Regions from separate parts of the Sus scrofa genome. Here region 2 is linked to region 1. A link is a contact called in public Hi-C data. All regions are on one chromosome and are shown on one strand. The core of a region is the stretch at or near the end of the contact, and the rest is flanking DNA. Distances in the headings are between cores, read along the strand shown. Region 1 overlaps ACSS3 (acyl-CoA synthetase short-chain family member 3, mitochondrial). Region 2 overlaps LIN7A (protein lin-7 homolog A).

Evidence for each region. Hi-C and Micro-C count contacts between places; a contact is called where the count stands out from the background.
Region 2: a contact with region 1 is called in a Hi-C map of liver, with 4 times the contacts expected there. The contact joins two enhancer-like sites. A contact is called at or near these places in 3 of 47 Hi-C or Micro-C datasets (embryonic fibroblasts and liver).

Annotation. Positions count from the first base shown.
Region 1 is chr5:100,283,912-100,287,295 of Sscrofa11.1, forward strand. The region is part of intron 13 of ACSS3 (acyl-CoA synthetase short-chain family member 3, mitochondrial); the gene reads right to left. Among named protein-coding and RNA genes, the nearest start is that of ACSS3, 140 kb to the right of the region's middle. Within about 2 kb of position 1,735, at least 15 of the 83 cell types and tissues checked have an H3K27ac peak or open chromatin away from gene starts, as enhancers often do. A contact at or near this core is called in liver, where this site is marked.
Region 2 is chr5:100,609,297-100,612,680 of Sscrofa11.1, forward strand. The region is part of intron 1 of LIN7A (protein lin-7 homolog A); the gene reads left to right. Among named protein-coding and RNA genes, the nearest start is that of LIN7A, 77 kb to the left of the region's middle. Within about 2 kb of position 1,680, at least 5 of the 83 cell types and tissues checked have an H3K27ac peak or open chromatin away from gene starts, as enhancers often do. A contact at or near this core is called in liver, where this site is marked.

The DNA.
Region 1 (3,384 bases), core at 485-2,984:
CTGTTGAGAAACTATTTTCATACTGTTCACTCTAAGCTCTAAATGCCTCAAAGGAGAAACAGATATAGAATCACAAGAACCCACAGAATGGAGTGACCACATGAAATACGGAAGCTTAGGGTTAATTTTTTTTTTTTTTTTTTTTTTGTCCTGTGATGGGACTTTTAAAAATGGTGAGGGAGTTCCTGCTGTGGCTTAGCTGGCTAAGAACCTGACTAGTTTCCATGATGATGTGGGTTCAATCCCCAGCCTCTCTCAGTGGTCTCAGTGGGTAAGCATCCAGTGTTGCCGCAAGCTGCAGCTCACGTCAAAGATGCAGCTCGGATCTGGCGTGGCTGTGGCTGTGGCTGTGGCTGTGGTGTAGACCAGCAGCTGTAGTTCTGATTTGACTCCTAGCCTGGGAACTTCCACATGCCACAGGTGCAGCCTCTCCCCAGCCCCCCCAAAAAAAGGTCAAAGTCCTTTTCTGAGAGATTAATGTATATTTTGGTGGCTGGAGAAGAGAGTGAACGCATGTCACAATCAGCTCGTCTGCCAATCCTTCTTTCTCCTCCCATTCACTAATCCAGCAAACGTTTCCTAAATATCTCTGATTTTCCAACCTCCAGAGTTAATGCTAGGCTGCGTGGTGAGCAAAGACAGGCTGAGTCCTGTCTTGTGGTGCTTACAGCCGGGGAGGGGAGGGGGGTATTAATAAATAACCATGAATAATTATTCTAAATATCTCAATATAACAGTGGTAGAGGCTCTGGGGAAATAACTTGGGTTTTTAACACGAGAGCAAAAGCCATCAACTTGGCAGAAGAACGTGATTCTCAGGGCAGCCTTCCCGGACGAACTGACAACGCGCTCGGGTCTAAAGGGTCTGGAGACAGGGGTGAGGCACGGAGGAGGGCGCAGGCCCCTTGGCAAGACCGGGCCTGTAGTGTTCACATTTAAATGAGAGCAGCAGAGAGCCAGAGAGCCAAGGGGGCAAGAGGAAATGAAGCGGCAGAGGTGGAGAAGGACTATGCCAAGGTGGCACTGGGGAGCTCATAAAGCCCTTTCGAGAGGAAAGGAGGGGATGCGAGATTAGAACGGATGTTTTTAGAGTCGTTTTAGAGTCACAGAAAAACTGAGCAGCAAGGAAGGGGTTCCCATGTATCTCTCTCCCCCACTTACCCACAGCCTCCCCCAACGAGAACCCTCGCCTTAGAGGTACAGTCATGACAACGATGGCCACTGGGACACATCATTATCACCCATCATCCATAGGTGACATGAGACGTCCCTCTCGGTGTTGCATTCTCTCTGGGTCTCATGCCACGTGTCCATGAAGACAGAATTTCACAGAATAGTTGCCCTGCCCTAAAAATCCCCTGTGCTCTGCCTATTCACCCCTGACCTCCTGGGAACTTCTGGCAACCACTGAGTTTTTCTACTATCTCCAAAGTCCTCTGCTGTTACTCTAGCTGGAGTCACACAGTCTGTGGTCGTCACAGATGGCCTCTCTCACTTCAGAATGGACGCGAAACACACAGACGGACTTCGGTTTCACGGTGAAGAATAAACAGAGGGTCAGCGAGGGTGAGTGTCACGGTTTTTGCAGGGAAACCGCTGCCGAGGCTGCCCACAGGGCACTGAGGTTACGGTCGCGGGTATAAAAAGATCACAGTGTTTCTTTAGAGACACACTGAGGAAAACTGGTTAAGCTGGATATGAAGCAAGAAGTCAGAGGGGTTACATGTGACTCTGTGGTTTTTGGCTTGAGCAGCTGGTTGGATGGTGGTATCATTTTCTAAGCCAGAGACCGAGAGTGAGGGCGAGGCTTGCGAGAAACGAGCCTGTATTGAGTTGGAGATACTCCAGGGACGTCTCTCTCAGACATCCAGGTCGAGGCAACTGGATGTGAGAAGAGCCTTAATCTGGAGATCGGAATGCCATTAATGAGGAGAGTAATGGACCTATAGCACGGATGAAATTGTCTGAGGAGAAAGTTGTGAAAAGAAAAGATCAAAGTCAAAGACGACCACATGCAATGACGATATAAGAAAAGAAACGCTAACAGACTCAACTGAAAAGGCACAGTCCTCAGAGAGGGAGGAGAAAAACCAACACAATCAGGGACCTGCTATCAAAAAGCCCAAACTTTCCATCCCAGATGAAAAACTTATTATTATTTTTTTTTAGATGAAGCCAAGCTGAAAATGAGCTTTCTTTTCTCTGACCTCCTAGAAGACTCAGTGACCTGCCAGACATTGGGGTCAAACCCAGTGTCCTACCCCCCAATGCCCCTAACTCAGCATCGCCCCTAATCCTCTAGTCAGCATCAGCCGCAAAGCAATCATTCAGAGCTGCCCTCCGTGCAGCTTTTGGCTCCTACCGTGCTAGGGATAGTGCATGGCCAATAAATGGATACTCTGGTCCTGTATGTGCCACCGGCTTCATTGCCGAGGAGAGGTGTCCAGGCCCTCTTCGCTGAAATTGGGCCTGACTCAAAACCTACGAAACGCATCCTACGCAGACCATAAACCACCACCTTCTCTCCCTGCTTCGGGTCAGCTCTCGGAACGGCGTCCACAGCTCTCCCCTTTTTAAGGTCTTGTTTACGTCTCAGCCCATGTGTGCAGGATGGAGACACACTTTCTTGCCAGAGCTGGGCTTCTGGCAGGGAGGGCTGTCTGTCCATCACGAGCCCACGGCAGAGAACCTGGTCTGCGGCAGGGAGGTCCCAGACTCGGTCAGTCCAATCTTTTAATCCCAACTCAGTCTCCCCTTAGAGTAGGGTAAAAAGCACGTCTCGGTCAGTCCAATCTTTTAATCCCAACTCAGTCCCCTTAGAGTAGGGTAAAAAGCACGTCTCGGTCAGTCCAATCTTTTAATCCCAACTCAGTCTCCCCTTAGAGTAGGGTAAAAAGCACGTGTACACAGCTAACCAGAGGATTAACGGTCAAAGCCCACTCACTAAAGCGTTGTTCACTCGTGCTGTGAGCCGCTATACCTCAATTTTTAAACTGCCAAGGTAGGCGTTCAATATTTACATATCAGAATATTGTGTGACCTATCCAGTGTGACCATAATTTTAACTAACGAAACTGAACATCAGAACTTCTGGTGTGCCATTCTTTCACCTTGCTATTTCAATTTCACCATGTTTGCATCCTGAGCCTTAGTGTTTTTAGAATTTGGTGGGAAAATGCTGGCTGGTTTTCCCTAAGGGCAGAGAGGATTTTAAATCACAAGTAAAATACACAACACAATTCCTTATGATGTCAAAGTTTCAGGAGTTCCCATCGTGGCACAGCGGTTAACGAATCCAACTAGGAACCATGAGGTTGCGGGTTCGATCCCTGGCCTTGCTCAGTGGGTTAAGGATCCGGCGTTGCCGTGAGCTGTGGTGTAGGT
Region 2 (3,384 bases), core at 430-2,929, 330 kb after region 1:
TAAAACAGACTAGAAATAAATACCCCAAAGTGTTAATGGTGGTTTTATCCTGGTATAAGGTCATAAATGCCTTTAATTTCTTGCTTGTACACATTTTCTCTAGCATGTGTCAATTTTCCTGTCAAGTCACTTTTAAAATTTTCTTTGCACTCCCTCTCTACTGAACGTATTTCGTTTGAAAAGGAGTATATGTGCACTCTTTAAGGTCAGAAGAGATGCTTTGACTCTCTGGGTTAGGCAGAGGCTCGGCTATAAGTTGTATCAATCTTATATAAGTAGATGTTGGAACCTCTCAAGACCCTACCACATCTCACTCTCCGTTTTTCCCAGAGGATGACATATACACAGAGGACTTCCACTTGCCAACTGATACTTTGTAAATTACGTCTTTCAGCCCGTATACTTTCCTCTGATCTTCAGACCTACATATCTAGCTGTCTGCTGAACATGCCTTGGAGATCACACCATGACCTCAACTCACCATCCTGCATGCATCCCTGCCCACACCACCAAACGAGACCTCTTTCCATCGTTTCTCACCCAGAGACGACCAGCACCAAATTCTGTCCAGTTTAATCCTCAATCGTATTCACCATTCTGATCTGAATTACATCCAACATCTCTTGCCTGCCAAACTATAATAGTCTCCTTTTCAACCATAACCCACCTATGAACTCTTAAATATTGCCCAAGACATACTCAAACTAAAAATTTATTCATTGTTTATCTGAAATTCCACTTTATTTGGGCATCCTGTATTTTTACTGTTACCTCTGGCAGCTTTATTATTAGCTATAATAATTTTAATTCAGTCAACTGAATAATCAGGTTGGTTCATGCCGAGTTAAATTTTTTCTTTACTGTTCATTTGATGAGCTGCTATGATTCATATGACAGTAACAATGTGCATTTAATTGATCCCAAATGATTAGTTCATTTTCCTGATAAATACCAATTTTAGGAAGTAGAAATTGATTTTACAACTCTTGCAAACATTTAAGCACACTGGACGATTTCAGCCCTACTGAGCCAGTATCCTAGAACTTGGGCTCCTTCGTGAAATTTCACAGAGTCTTAATTCAGTCATAAAAAGAAACAGATTTTAAGCCCCAAACCTTGTTTGAATTTTCAAAATAAGTGAATAGAGATAATCTAGCCCGTTTGAATGGTGCTGTACTAATTGCAAATGACATCTTCCCAAAAATTTTGCTCAGGCAGTTCCTGTTACAGGGGACTCTGGCTGTGTAAAAATGACAGGATGGGGACAGCTGCCTTCAGGGAATTCTTTTTTTGACAACCATAGGGAAAGAGATTTCTCCCTGGTGGCTTGGCCACCTGCCATGTGGATCCTGTGGCAATGCGCCACTATTTGTGATCTCATTTTTTCCTTGCAGTTATTAAGTAACCTGTAAATAGTACCTAATTTGTACTACCTTACAAAAGTTATACGTGTTACGAACCCACTAGGAAATGTAAACCAACTATAAAAATAAGGAGAGAAATTAATGGTTAATGGCACAGTTTCAAAAATTATAGTCATTCTTTAGTTTGTAGTTTCACAACTGATAGTTCTGCTTTTTATTACAGAATAATTATAAGTGGTTGTGAAACTAGAAAACTGAACAGAGTGTTTCCTCTTCCCTTTGGAAAATTTAAGGACGTGGCAGAATGACTTTAACTCACTTGAAAAGTGAGATAACCAACTTCCAGACATGGTTACATTGCTGGAGTTTCTGAAGACTGTGGTGGGTAACATGCCCGTCGTTCTGATGCCTCCCGATTGCGTTTCTGCAGAAGTGGGGAAAAAAAAAGACAGAGAAAGGAAAAGAAAGGATGTGCCATCTACCATCAGACATGAGGGGCATTTAATCCTCTTTGGGGAGTGGTCCCAGATTAACCTCCTGAGGGTCCTCTCATCCCTGCCACATCGTTTGGGGGGTGGAGTGCTGGGGAGCTTTTCCTAATGGGCCTTCTCATTAGAATTAACCCATGGACAGCATTTTAGAAAAAGTTCTCCTTCCTTGTTCCTTTGTTACTAGGCTAGGTAGGTGGATGTATATTTCAAGACATCAATTTGTTCAAAATATTCTTTACCTCAGCATTGGTAATCACTTGCCACTTGAGACTCTACCTTCCTTCAGTCTAGTAATGCCCTTTTGATAAATTCACCTCAAGACACAAGTTAGGTCACAAATTATGGACCATTTCAACTCAGCTTTTCTCTTCTTTTTTTTTTTTTTTTTTTTTTTTTGTCTTTTTAGGGCCACACCCACAGCCTATGGCAATTCCCAGGCTAGGGGTTGAAGTAGAGCTACCATTTCCAGCCGGCATCACAGCCACAGCAATGTAGGATCTGAGCCGTATCTGCGACCTACACCGCAGCTCACGGCAATGCAGGATCCCCAACCCACTAAGCAAGGCCAGGGATCAAACCTGTATTCTCACAGATACTAGCTGGATTTGTTTCCACTGTGCCACAATGGGAACTCTCTCAACTCAGCTTTTCTACTGCTGTAGTCTACTTAAGGTCCTTTAAGGTACAAGTGGCTTGTGTCACATCGCAGCAAAAAATCTGAGTTATGGAGTTGAGCTTGGAAATGCATGTGTGGCTGTGAGAGTGATTAAGATGGCATCACAGCCCGTGGTCCAGGAGCACCCCTCAGATCCCCTCCATCCTTCGTCTCGGGAGGTTTACCAAGGTGAATGGCTGATATCTCAATAGGAAGCCAACGACCACTATTAGCATGGAAAGCACCCAGCTGCTCTCTAATGCAGTTTTGTTCTGGTCAAATACAGATTGGAGAGTGAAGTTTGGGCTCAGATAGCTAAGTGAACGCCCCTTTTCCTCACGTCTGAATCTGAGATGTCAGTCTTGATTTAAGAAGGTAGAATAGAGAACCAGAAGACCAGCTACATCTCCAGACAGGTAACCACTGCCTGAGTTTCTGTGACATGTGCTGAAAGAGTAGATGTGTCTCATTGCCCCTAACCTTTCAGAGACAGTCAGTAACCCTGGTAAAAGCATGGCCTAATGCACTTCCTGGGTGCTGACCAAGCCATGAGCAGATGGGTCTTTCTTCCCTGGGGGTACTGAGGCAATAAGTAGAGCCGGTGAGCAGAGGCTAACATGTGCGAGGGTGGGCCAGAGTGTTTAATCCCCTCAAATGTCACATTTGTTTTCAATCTTCAAATTCAGTGGGGTTTTTTTTATCACTTTAATTTTTAACATAGTTTAGTTTGTTGCAAGCTTTCATAATTTAAATTTCAGTGGTGGGTATATATAATAATTAGCTCACAAAATTTCTGCAAGCTTAACAATTGGTTCTTGTGAGCCAGGGTGAGCTGGCTTCAGCACATCACTGCCAAAGCAATTTAAAAAAAAAA